Regions from separate parts of the Mus musculus genome. Here region 1 is linked to region 2. Evidence: chromatin contacts called from public HiChIP or PLAC-seq data. All regions are on one chromosome and are shown on one strand. Each heading gives the region's core, a stretch centred on a gene start, on an enhancer-like site or on the middle of the called end of the contact. The rest is flanking DNA. Distances are from core to core; before and after follow the strand shown. Region 1 has its middle 35 kb from the start of Gm33272. Region 2 has its middle 11 kb from the start of Gm52481.

Region 1 (6,264 bases), core at 1,674-4,173, 98 kb before region 2:
ATACTAAAATTGCATTAGGAACATGGCATTAGTTCTGAAAACATTACCAGCCATAATGCAAACCAGACACTAATGCTTTGAGAAGTAACTTGCTGAAATGGGATGAAATAATCACGCGATACATAAACCATTTATAGGATTTACCTTAAAGCACAGGTGATTTGTTTTTACTGAAGAGAAATAATTCTTTCTTATTATTCCAAACATCAAGTGCCATCGCATCATAAAAATAAAATATGGCACATGAACATTCTATTTTTCATCCTTTTATTCATATTCGCTTTGCTATGAAATAACGAAAACATCATGCATCTTCACTATTATTTCCCATATTGTCTAATCAACAAGGTACAAACAAATGCAGTTTCAGTAGATGAGAAAGGTCAAGGTTCTGCAACTTGCAGTCGCCTTCACGTTGCATGCTGCGCCTGAGCAGCATAAAAGACAGAAGTATCATTTAGTGCCAAAAGGAAAGGGTCTGAGGCATGAACCCGAGAGCCAATCCTTTCAACTTCCATTCTCTAACTTTTCTTTCTCCATATACCATATTCATCAGCACTTAAGTGACCAACAGTTAAAACGGATGGTTTAGGCAAGGAAAAACACCTCTCTTGTTAGTCCTAAATACTGCAGAAATTTAGAGCTTGAAAAATTGGCCAACAGACTTACTTCTCAGTAACCAGTTTTAAATTTCCAATCATGAAGAGGGAGCTCATAAGTAAAATCACAACCTTTATGAACACAAAATATTTTAAACCTTACACGGAATCTCCAATATTTACATAAAAGAGAAGCTTTTAAGCTGAGTGTATTTGAAAGCTTAGCTTTATTGTGCTGGGGAATGTACCATCATCAACACCATTGAATGACATAAAATAAGCTGATATCCCCAAATCCTTTTTTATTAGATATTTTCTTCATTTACATTTCAAATGCTATCCCGAAAGTCCCCTCTACCTTCCCCCACCCCCCCCCCGCCCTGCTCCCCGACCCTCCCAAATACTGGAATTTTTAAAGACAGTACTTCTGAAATCTATAGGACAAGTTCAAGTCCTGGCTACTCATTAAATTCCATAAGCTTTCAGGCAAATCGTACCCCCTTTCCTCTCTGTGTGTCTTCATTTCTGTGGACTGGTTGAGATGTGTGCATGTGGAAGCCTAAGGACAACCTTGTTGTCATCTCTCAGACACCATCCCACCATCTACCTTTTTTTCTTTGGTGGTCAGGGTTTCTCATTGGCCTGGAACTTATCAAGTATGCTAGCCTAAACGGTCAGTGAGGGCCTACCTGCTCTCCTTGGCGCAGAGATTACAAGCATGAACCACCCTGACTTGTGATTTGTTTTAGAAACTTAGGTTCTAGGGATCAAACTTGGGTCCTCATGCTTGTAAGTCAAACCCTTTAATGCCTGGACAATTTCATTGGTCCCCACTTCTTTCTTCCTTTCTTACTTTCACTTGCACTTGTCACTCTGGTAAGTGGCATTCTTTCCTGTTTGTACCCTGACTCCTCGATGGTAATGTGATGGAGAAATACTGAGTTGACTTCTACTCAGGCTATTGTGTTACTTAAGTGTGGTTGCTCTCTGCTCCTATGTGAAGCTCTTTAGAATTAGAACCAGCCCATGCTCTTCCAGTGAGTGAAAGACTAGATCACATTGCTTAAAATCCTTGAACTTAGATGTGCACCTGAATAAAGGTAAGCATAGTTCTGTCTTTATGAAAGATCCATAAGTGATATCGATATAACGTCTTGTTTGGTTGTTGTCGTTCCAGAATTGGGGCAGAAGTGCAGATTGATTACTGAATATCTTTGCTATCTAAGGTTCGATATCTATAGTTATGCAAATACAACCAATTAGAGGATGGGCTGTAAAAACTGTACATGTGAACTACGGCCACAATCAGGGAAAGGACTCGTGCTATTATTCCATCTTTGATTCTATCTATGACATATGGCTGAGCAAGTATCTCTATGTTAGGATATGGAGTCCTTTGGGTACATGACCAGGATTTGTCTAACTAGTTGTGTGTGTGTGTGTGTGTGTGTGTGTGTGTGTGTGTGTGTGTGTGTGTCTATTTCTTTTTATTGGGGAATTGAGTCGATTGATATTAAGAGATATTAAGTTAAAGTAATTGTTGCTTCCAATTAGTATAAATATACAAAGATAAATCATAACAAAATATTAAGAATGACAAGAATAGAAAACGTCCTATTTTATTTTACTACACACACACACACACACACACACACACACAAACACACACACACTTTCACATGTTTAATGTATATATAGGTTGACATATTCTGGGTTCACACATATGCAAAGAGTGGTGAGCCATCAACGAGAATAAAAGAAAAACGAACGTGCACGTAGATGCTTTCAAAAATAATCAACGCTCACGGAAACCAAAAACAAGTGTCCTTTGAAAAAAAGAAAATCGAAAGGTCACGACCACCGCATTCTCCTCTGTCACCACCGGGTGGCGACAGAGAGCACGCCGGGAAAAAACTTCCACCAAAGGGGTCGGATCTGCCTGCTTCATCCCGGCCAGGGTGAGGGGAAGCCGGCCAGGCTGGCGGATCCGACCCGGCGAGGCGGTCGCGCTTTCCATCGGTCGGTCCCCGGGAGGTTGTACTTTGTGAGATACAGGAAGTGCCTCCATTTTGGACAGGAAGTCGAGCCCAGGCGCTCATGGGAGCTGTAGTGCGTCTAGGGCCCAGCGCCGATCTCCGGGGCCACCCGGTGGCGAAAAACGCGCAAGTGCACCCCCGGTTCTCTGCCTCGTGGGGACGGATCTGGGACCCGAAGGCCAGCCGCGGTTCCAGACCTGCGGTGCGGCCGTGTCGGCGGCGTCCCCGGGCAGACGGGGGTTCAGGTCCGCGGCCGCCGCTCCAGGTTGTACCTGTAGAAGTGCAGGGACAGAGCCTCTCTCTGTCTCTCTGTCTATGTGTCTAAGTCTCTCTCTGTCCCTCTGTCTGACTCTAAGTCTCTCCTCCTCCTCCTCCTCCTCCTCCTCCTCCCTTCCACCCGGGGCTGCCTGGCGTCGGCGTCCGCCATCGAGGGACCCATCCCGGCTTCCACGAGTCCCGCAGCCCCCGGCTCTCCCTTCTCCTTCCTTCTCCTTCCTTCTCCTGCTTCCTTCTTCCATCCCGGCCTGCCTGGTCTCTGCCGTGGCCCGCGCAGCTCGGGTCTCTGTGTCTGTCTGTCCCCCTGTCCTGGTTCTCCCTTCTTCTTCCATCCCGGCCTGCCTGGTCTCTGCCGTGGCCCGCGCAGCTCGGGTCTCTGTGTCTGTCTGTCCCCCTGTCCTGGTTCTCCCTTCTCCTGCTTCCTTCTTCCATCCCGGCCTGCCTGGTCTCTGCCGTGGCCCGCGCAGCTCGGGTCTCTGTGTCTGTCTGTCCCCCTGTCCTGGTTCTCCCTTCTCCTTCCTTCTTCCATCCCGGCCTGCCTGGTCTCTGCCATGGCCCGCGCAGCTCGGGTCTCTGCGTCTGTCTGTCCCCCTGTCCTGGTTCTCCCTTCTCCTTCCTTCTCCCTGCTTCCTTCTCCCCGGGGACCAAGCCCGAGTCTGCATCCGACCGAGATGCACCATCCCGGCTTCCGTGTGTCTCGCCGTCCCCCGGTCTCTGTCTGTCAACCTCCCTTCTCCTTCCTTCTTCCACCCAGGGACCAAGCCCGAGTCCGTGTCCCGCGCAGTCTGGGTCTGTCTGTCCCCCTGTCCCCCTGTCCCGGTTCTTCCTTCTTCCTGCTTCCTTCTTCCATCCCGGCCTGCCTGGTCTCTGCCGTGGCCCGCGCAGCTCGGGTCTCTGCGTCTGTCTGTCCCCCTGTCCCGGTTCTTCCTTCTCCTGCTTCCTTCTTCCATCCCGGCCTGCCTGGTCTCTGCCGTGGCCCGCGCAGCTCGGGTCTCTGCGTCTGTCTGTCCCCCTGTCCTGGTTCTCCCTTCTCCTTCCTTCTTCCATCCCGGCCTGCCTGGTCTCTGCCATGGCCCGCGCAGCTCGGGTCTCTGCGTCTGTCTGTCCCCCTGTCCCGGTTCTTCCTTCTCCTGCTTCCTTCTTCCATCCCGGCCTGCCTGGTCTCTGCCGTGGCCCGCGCAGCTCGGGTCTCTGCGTCTGTCTGTCCCCCTGTCCTGGTTCTCCCTTCTCCTTCCTTCTTCCATCCCGGCCTGCCTGGTCTCTGCCGTGGCCTGCGCAGCTCGGGTCTCTGCGTCTGTCTGTCCCCCTGTCCTGGTTCTCCCTTCTCCTTCCTTCTCCCTGCTTCCTTCTCCCCGGGGACCAAGCCCGAGTCTGCATCCGACCGAGATGCACCATCCCGGCTTCCGTGTGTCTCGCCGTCCCCCGGTCTCTGTCTGTCAACCTCCCTTCTCCTTCCTTCTTCCACCCAGGGACCAAGCCCGAGTCCGTGTCCCGCGCAGTCTGGGTCTGTCTGTCCCCCTGTCCCCCTGTCCCGGTTCTTCCTTCTTCCTGCTTCCTTCTTCCATCCCGGCCTGCCTGGTCTCTGCCGTGGCCCGCGCAGCTCGGGTCTCTGCGTCTGTCTGTCCCCCTGTCCCGGTTCTTCCTTCTCCTGCTTCCTTCTTCCATCCCGGCCTGCCTGGTCTCTGCCGTGGCCTGCGCAGCTCGGGTCTCTGCGTCTGTCTGTCCCCCTGTCCTGGTTCTCCCTTCTCCTTCCTTCTCCCTGCTTCCTTCTCCCCGGGGACCAAGCCCGAGTCTGCATCCGACCGAGATGCACCATCCCGGCTTCCGTGTGTCTCGCCGTCCCCCGGTCTCTGTCTGTCTCCCTCCCTTCTCCTTCCTTCTTCCACCCAGGGACCAAGCCCGAGTCCGTGTCCCGCGCAGTCTGGGTCTGTCTGTCCCCCTGTCCCCCTGTCCCGGTTCTTCCTTCTTCCTGCTTCCTTCTTCCATCCCGGCCTGCCTGGCCTCTGCCGTGGCCCGCGCAGCTCGGGTCTCTGTGTCTGTCTGTCCCCCTGTCCCCCTGTCCTGGTTCTCCCTTCTCCTTCTTCCATCCCGGCCTGCCTGGTCTCTGCCGTGGCCCGCGCAGCTCGGGTCTCTGTGTCTGTCTGTCCCCCTGTCCCCCTGTCCTGGTTCTCCCTTCTCCTTCTTCCATCCCGGCCTGCCTGGTCTCTGCCGTGGCCCGCGCAGCTCGGGTCTCTGTCTGTCTGTCCCCCTGTCCTGGTTCTCCCTTCTCCTTCCTTCTTCCATCCCGGCCTGCCTGGTCTCTGCCATGGCCCGCGCAGCTCGGGTCTCTGTCTGTCTGTCCCCCTGTCCTGGTTCTCCCTTCTCCTTCTTCCATCCCGGCCTGCCTGGCCTCTGCCGTGGCCCGCGCAGCTCGGGTCTCTGCGTCTGTCTGTCCCCCTGTCCTGGTTCTCCCTTCTCCTTCCTTCTCCCTGCTTCCTTCTCCCCGGGGACCAAGCCCGAGTCTGCATCCGACCGAGACGCACCATCCCGGCTTCCGTGTGTCTCGCCGTCCCCCGGTCTCTGTCTGTCAACCTCCCTTCTCCTTCCTTCTTCCACCCAGGGACCAAGCCCGAGTCCGTGTCCCGCGCAGTCTGGGTCTGTCTGTCCCCCTGTCCCCCTGTCCCGGTTCTTCCTTCTTCCTGCTTCCTTCTTCCATCCCGGCCTGCCTGGTCTCTGCCGTGGCCCGCGCAGCTCGGGTCTCTGCGTCTGTCTGTCCCCCTGTCCCGGTTCTTCCTTCTCCTGCTTCCTTCTTCCATCCCGGCCTGCCTGGTCTCTGCCGTGGCCTGCGCAGCTCGGGTCTCTGCGTCTGTCTGTCCCCCTGTCCTGGTTCTCCCTTCTCCTTCCTTCTCCCTGCTTCCTTCTCCCCGGGGACCAAGCCCGAGTCTGCATCCGACCGAGATGCACCATCCCGGCTTCCGTGTGTCTCGCCGTCCCCCGGTCTCTGTCTGTCTCCCTCCCTTCTCCTTCCTTCTTCCACCCAGGGACCAAGCCCGAGTCCGTGTCCCGCGCAGTCTGGGTCTGTCTGTCCCACTGTCCCCCTGTCCTGGTTCTCCCTTCTCCTTCCTTCTCCCTGCTTCCTTCTCCCTGGGGACCAAGCCCGAGTCTGCATCCGACCGAGACGCACCATCCCGGCTTCCGTGCGTCTCGCCGTCCCCGGGTCTCTCCGTCTCCTTCCTTCTTCCACTTTCTTCCACCCGGGGACCAAGCCCGAGTCCGTGTCCCGAGCAGCTCGGGTCTCTGTCATCTCTCTGTCCCCCCGTCTCCCTACCTTCTCTGCCTCATGGGGTCGAATCTGGGACCCGAACCCCAGCCCG
Region 2 (6,680 bases), core at 2,402-4,901:
TGTCTCTCTATCTCTGTCTCTCTCTCAGACTGTCTCTCTGTCTGTTTGTCTCCCTATCTCTGTCTCTCTCTCAGACTGTCTCTCTGTCTGTCTCTCTGTGAAGTAAAGATAATTAGAAGTGAAGGTAATTAGAGAAAAGAAAAATACCTCGTCTTGAATAAAACCAACAACAATAAACAACAACAACAATAAACAATCGCAAGGTTGCACTGACGTCCTGGGGCCACTGGGTGGCGCCAGAGCATCTGAGTGCCTCAGTGTGCAAATCTGAGCGTCGCATTTTAATGTTTATGTGAATTTGCATCTCTGTGTGCCTCATAATGCAAATCTGTGCGAGTTCACTGGGTCCTAGTTAAAGTCTCTGTGAGTTACCTGAGCGCCTCATTTAAATGGTGGAGCACCAGAGCAACCCTCTCAGTGTGAAGCCCAGACACAAAACAGAAATCAATTCAAAGAATTGAATTCTAAAAATTCAAAAAAGAATTTCACAAAAATTCCCCTGCATCCTAACGAGTTTCCAAGGTGCTGATTTAAACCTACACAAGTTCCCTGGTAAAAACCCGGGCGTGGTGGCTGAGAGAAACCAAGTCTGTCCCAAAGCCACCAGGCCTCTAATCCCTACCTACCCTCCAGAGACAGAGCCAGGTGGATCTCTGAGTCCCAGGCCAGCCTGCTCTACAGAGCGAGCTTAGAGAAACCCTTTCTCCAAAAACCTGAAAAGAAACTAAAAATAAAAATCCAAAAAGAGAGAAACAGGCAGATAAATAATCGTTTAACCTCCAAAAAATTAAATCTGAAAAGTCATCAGAAAAGAAAAAAAATATGCCAAATCTTCGAAAAAAAATCTCAAATTTCACAGTGACGTTCTATCTCCACGAGTTTCACGGGTTCTAATTTAAACCTGCACTAGTTTTGGAATCTGATTCCTAATTTAAACCTGCACTAGTTTTGGAAAGATCAGGAATTCAAGGCCCATACCTAACATGATAAAAGCAATCTACAGCAAACCAGGAGCCAACATCAAAGTAAATGGAGAGAAGCTGGAAGCAATCCCACTAAAATCAGGGACTAGACAAGGCTGCCCACTCTCTCCCTACCTCTTCAACATAGTACTTGAAGTATTAGCCAGAGCAATTAGACAACAACAGGAGATCAAGGGGATACAAATTGGAAAAGAGGAAGTCAAAATATCACTTTTTGCAGATGATATGATAATATGTATACGTGACCCAAAAATTCCACCAGAGAACTCCTAAACCTGATAAACAGCTTCGGTGAAGTAGCTGGATATAAAATTAACTCAAACAAGTCAATGGCCTTTCTCTACACAAAGAATAAACAGGCTGAGAAAGAAGTTAGGGAAACAACACCCTTCTCAATAGTCACAAATAATATAAAATATCTTGGCGTAACGTTAACTAAGGAAGTGAAAGATCTGTATGATTAAAAAGTTCAAATCTCTGAAGAAAGAAATTAAAGAAGATCTCAGAAGATGGAAAGATCTCCCATGCTCATGGATTGGCAGGATCAACATTGTAAAAATGGCTATCTTGCCAAAAGCAATCTACAGATTCAATGCAATCCCCATCAAAATTCCAACTCAATTCTTCAACGGATTAGAAGGAGCAATTTGCAAATTTATCTGGAATAACAAAAAACCTAGGATAGCAAAAAGTCTTCTCAAGGGTTTGAAAAAAAATCTCAAATGTCGCAGGGACCTTCTATCTACACGAGTTTCGCGGGTTCTAATTTAACCCTGCACAGATTCCCTGATTCCTAATTTAAACCTGCACGAGTTTCCAAGGTGCTGATTTAAACCTGTACAAGTTCCCTGGTAAAAACCCGGGCGTGGTGGCTGAGAGAAACCAAGTCTGTCCCAAAGCCACCAGGCCTCTAATCCCTACCTACCCTCCAGAGACAGAGCCAGGTGGATCTCTGAGTCCCAGGCCAGCCTGCTATACAGAGCCAGCTTAGAGAAACCCTTTCTCCAAAAACCTGAAAAGAAACTAAAAATAAAAACTCAACTAAAATAAGAATAATTGGGGAAAAAACCAAGTCTCGCGAGCACGGGTGTCTCCGGGGTTAAAAATTACAAAATTAAAATGTTCAACAGTGAAAAAAATACAAAAATAAAAATTAAAATTAAAACTGAAGAAAAATGACAAATCTTCAAATAAAACTCAAATATCGTAGTGACTTTCTATCTCCACGAGTTTTGCGGGTTCTAATTTAAACCTGCACAAATTACTGGGTTCTAAATTAAACCATTAATTTCACACTCAAAAATAGAAGGTGAAGATAATTAGAGAAAAGAAAAATACCTAGTCTTGAATAAAAACAACAATAAAAAATTGCAAGCCTGCACTGACGTCCTGTCGCCACTGGGTGGCGCCAGAGACAGAGTCTCACGGTGAAGCACAGAGAACACAGATCTTGCATAAAAACCAAAAAACAGATTCCCTGCATCCTAATTTAAACCTGCACAGATTCCCTGATTCCTAATTTAATCCCACACGAGTTCGCCTGCATCCTGATTTAAACCTGCACACATTCCCAGGTTCTAAATTAAACCTTGAATTTCACACTCAAAAATAAAAGGTGAAGATAAGTCGCGAAAAGAAAAATACCTAGTCTTGAATGAAAACAACAATAAAAATACGGCAATAGCGGCTTGACAACACATCTAAAAGCTCTAGAACTAAAGGAAGCAAACTCACCCAAGAGGAGTAGACAGATGGCAGGAAATAATCAAACTCAGGGGTGAAATCAACCAAGTGGAAACAAGAAGAACTATTCAAGGAATTAACCAAACCAGGAGCTGGTTCTTTGAGAAAATCAACAAGATAGATAAACCCTTAGCTAGACTCACTAGAGGGCACAGGGACAAAATCCTAATTAACAAAATCAGAACTGAAAAGGGAGACATGACAACAGATCCGGAAGAAATCCAAAACACCATCAGAAATCAAAACACCTGTGCCTAAAAACCAAATAATAAAATTTTTTAAAGATTTGTAAAGATAAAATTAAAAAAAAATAATTAGAAAAAATATAAAGCATTGACAAAATCCCCCAAAATTGGAATGTTTATTTAAAAATTACAAAATAAAAATATTCAACAGTCAAAAATTCAAAACAAAAAACCCTGTCTCGAAAAAAATTTTTTGTCTCTGTATGTCTGTGTCTCTGTCTCCCTGTCTCTCTGTCTCCCTGTCTTTGTCTGTCTGTCTCTCTGTTAAGTAAAGATAATTAGAAGTGAAGATAATTAGAGAAAAGAAAAATACCTCGTCTTGAATAAAACCAACCATAAACAATGGCAAGGTTGCACTGACGTCCTGTGGCCACTGGGTGGCGCCAGAGCATCTGAGCGCCTCAGTGTGCAAATCTAAGCCTCGCATTTCAAAGTTTCTGCAAATTTGCATCTCTGTGAGCCTCATTATGCAAATCTGTGCGAGCTCCCTGGGTCCTGGTTAAAGTCTCTGTGAGTTACCTGAGGGCCTCATTTAAATGGTGGAGGACCAGACACAAAACAAAAATCAATTCAAAGAGTCAGAGAGAGGCTCATCTCCCTACACTTCTACAGGCGCAAAGGGAGCAGGGGATGCGGACCTGAGATGCCGCCTGCCCGGGGACGCCACTGAGGAAGCCACACCCCTCGTCGGGAGCCCGGGCTGGGATTCGGGTCCCAGATTCGTCCCCATGAGGCAGAGAAGGTAGGGAGGCGGGGGGGACAGAGAGAGGACAGAGACCAGAGCTGCTCGGGCCACGGACAGGAATCAGGAATTCAAGGCCCACAGCTAAACATGATAAAAGCAATCTACAGCAAACCAGGAGCCAGCATCAGAGTAAATGGAGAGAAGCTGGAAGCAATCCCACTAAAATCAGGGACTAGACAAGGCTGCCCACTCTCTCCCTACCTCTTCAACATAGTACTTGAAGTATTAGCCAGAGCAATTCCACAACAACAGGAGATCAAGGGGATACAAATTGGAAAAGAGGAAGTCAAAATATCACTTTTTGCAGATGATATGATAGTGTATATAAGTGACCCTAAAAATTCCACCAGAGAACTCCTAAGCCTGATAAACAGCTTCGCCGAAGTAGCTGGATATAAAATTAACTCAAACAAGTCAATGGCCTTTCTCTACACAAAGAATAAACAGGCTGAGAAAGAAATTAGGGAAACAACACCCTTCTCAATAGTTACAAATAGTATAAAATATCTTGGCATAATGCTAACTAAGGAGGTGAAAGATCTGTATGATAAAAACTTCAAGTCTCTGAAGAAAGAAATTAAAGAAGATCCCAGAAGAGCGAGCTTAGAGAAACCCTTTCTCTAAAAACCTAAAAAGAAACTAAAAATAAAAATCCAAAAAGAAAGAAACAGGCAGATAAATAATCGTTTAACCTCCAAAAAATTAAATCTGAAAAGTCATCAGAAAAGAAAAAAAAATGCCAAATCTTCGAAAAAAATCTCAAATATCTCAGTGACGTTCTATCTCCACGAGTTTTGCGGGTTCTAATTTAATCCCACACGAGTTCGCCTGCATCCTGACTTAAACCCGCACAAATTCCCAGGTTCTAAATTAAACCTTGAATTTCACACTCAAAAATAAAAGGTGAAGATAAGTCGCGAAAAGAAAAATGCCTAGTCTTGAATGAAAACAACAATAAAAAAACGGCAATAGCGGCTTGACAACACATCTAAAAGCTCTAGAAAAAAAGGAAGCAAACTCACCCAAGAGGAGTAGACAGATGGCAGGAAATAATCAAACTCAGGGGTGAAATCAACCAAGTGGAAACAAGAAGAACTATTCAAGGAATTAACCAAACGAGGAGTTGGTTCTTTGAGAAAATCAACAAGATAGATAAACCCTTAGCTAGACTCACTAGAGGGCACAGGGACAAAATCCTAATTAACAAAATCAGAACTGAAAAGGGAGACATGACAACAGATCCTGAAGAAATCCAAAACACCATCAGAAATCAAAACACCTGTGTCTAAAAACCAAATAATAAAAATCTTTTAAAGATTTGTAAAGATAAAATTTTTAAAGAATAATTAGAAAAAAATATAAAGCATTGACAAAACCCCCCAAAATTGGAATGTTTATTTAAAAATTACAAAATAAAAATATTCAACAGTCAAAAATTCAAAACAAAAAACCCTGTCTCGAAAAAAATTTTTTGTCTCTGTATGTCTGTGTCTCTGTCTCCCTGTCTCTCTGTCTGTCTCTCTCTATTAAGTAAAGATAATTAGAATTGAAGATAATTAGAGTAAAGAAAAATACCTCCTCTTGAAGAAAACCAACAATAAAAAATCGCAAGGTTGCACTGACGTCCTGTGGCCACTGGGTGGCGCCAGAGCATCTGAGCTCCTCATTGTGCAAATCTGAGCCTCGCATTTTAAAGTTTCTGCAAATTTGCATCTCTGTGAGCCTCATTATGCAAATCTGTGCGAGCTCCCTGGGTCCTGGTTAAAATCTCTGTGAGTTACCTGAGGGCCTCATTTAAATGGTGGAGCACCAGAGACAAAACAAAAATCAATTCAAAGAGTCAGAGAGAGGCTCATCTCCCTACACTTCTACAGGCGCAAAGGGAGCAGGGGACGCGGACCTGAGATGCCGCCTGCCCGGGGACGTCACTGAGGAAGTCACACCCCTCGTCGGGAGCCCGGGCTGGGATTCGGGTCCCAGATTCGTCCCCATGAGGCAGAGAAGGTAGGGAGGCGGGGGACAGAGAGAGGACAGAGACACGAGCTGCGGGGGCCACGGACTCAGGCTTGGTCCCCGGGTGGAAGAAAGTGGAAGAAGGAAGGAGAAGGGCGGGGACAGAGAGACAGACAGAAACCTGCACGAGTTTCCAAGGTGCTGATTTAAACCGACAAGTTCCCCTGGTAAAAATCCGGGCGTGGTGGCCCAGGCCTTCCATCCCAGCCCTGGGGACACAGACGCAGGCAGATCTCTGAATCCGAGGTCAGCCTGGTCTCCAGAGCACATTGCGGGACAGCCAGGGCTACACAGAGAAACCCTGTGTCTAAAAACCAAATAATAAAAAACTTTTAAAGATTTGTAAAGATAAAATAAAAAAAATAATTAGAAAAAATATAAAGCATTGAAAAAAACCATCCAAAATTGGAATGTGTATTAAAAAATTACAAAATTAAAATGTTCAACAGTCAAAAATACAAAAATTAACATTGAAACTGAAAAGAAAAATAAATGACAAATCTTAAAATAAAACTCAAATATCTCAGTGACATTCTATCTCCACGAGTTTTGCGGGTTCTAATTTAATCCCAGAGGAGTTCGCCTACATCCTGACTTAAACCCACAAAAATTCCCATGTTCTAAATTAAACCTTGAATTTCACACTCAAAAATAAAAGGTGAAGATAAGTAGCGAAAAGAAAAATACCTAGTCTTGAATGAAAACAACAATAAAAATACGGCAATAGCGGCTTGACAACACATCTAAAAGCTCTAGAACTAAAGGAAGCAAACTCACCCAAGAGGAGTAGACAGATGGCAGGAAATAATCAAACTCAGGGGTGAAATCAACCAAGTGGAAACAAGAAGAACTATTCAAGGAATTAACCAAACGAGGAGCTGGTTCTTTGAGAAAATCAACAAGATAGATAAACCCTTAGCTAGACTCACTAGAGGGCACAGGGACAAAATC

The links. HiChIP or PLAC-seq counts read pairs in DNA pulled down with a chosen protein or histone mark.
Region 1: an H3K4me3 HiChIP or PLAC-seq map of stem cell-derived neural progenitor cells shows a contact between it and region 2, with 7 times the contacts expected there. The contact joins two enhancer-like sites. A contact is called at or near these places in 1 of 39 promoter capture datasets (embryonic stem cells), 3 of 15 datasets of contacts at CTCF or cohesin (embryonic stem cells, pro-B cells and stem cell-derived epiblast-like cells), 33 of 484 Hi-C or Micro-C datasets (B cells, the C2C12 cell line, the G1E-ER4 cell line and 23 more), 19 of 115 datasets of contacts at active chromatin or transcription factors (the HPC-7 cell line, PVALB interneurons, bone marrow-derived dendritic cells and 10 more) and 2 of 9 other capture datasets (embryonic tail and macrophages).

What each region holds. Positions count from the first base shown.
Region 1 is chrY:90,825,405-90,831,668 of GRCm38.p6, reverse strand. No RefSeq gene overlaps it. Among named protein-coding and RNA genes, the nearest start is that of Gm33272, 35 kb to the right of the region's middle. Within about 2 kb of position 2,923, at least 11 of the 459 cell types and tissues checked have an H3K27ac peak or open chromatin away from gene starts, as enhancers often do. A contact at or near this core is called in stem cell-derived neural progenitor cells, where this site is marked.
Region 2 is chrY:90,728,057-90,734,736 of GRCm38.p6, reverse strand. No RefSeq gene overlaps it. Among named protein-coding and RNA genes, the nearest start is that of Gm52481, 11 kb to the left of the region's middle. Within about 2 kb of position 3,651, at least 13 of the 459 cell types and tissues checked have an H3K27ac peak or open chromatin away from gene starts, as enhancers often do. A contact at or near this core is called in stem cell-derived neural progenitor cells, where this site is marked.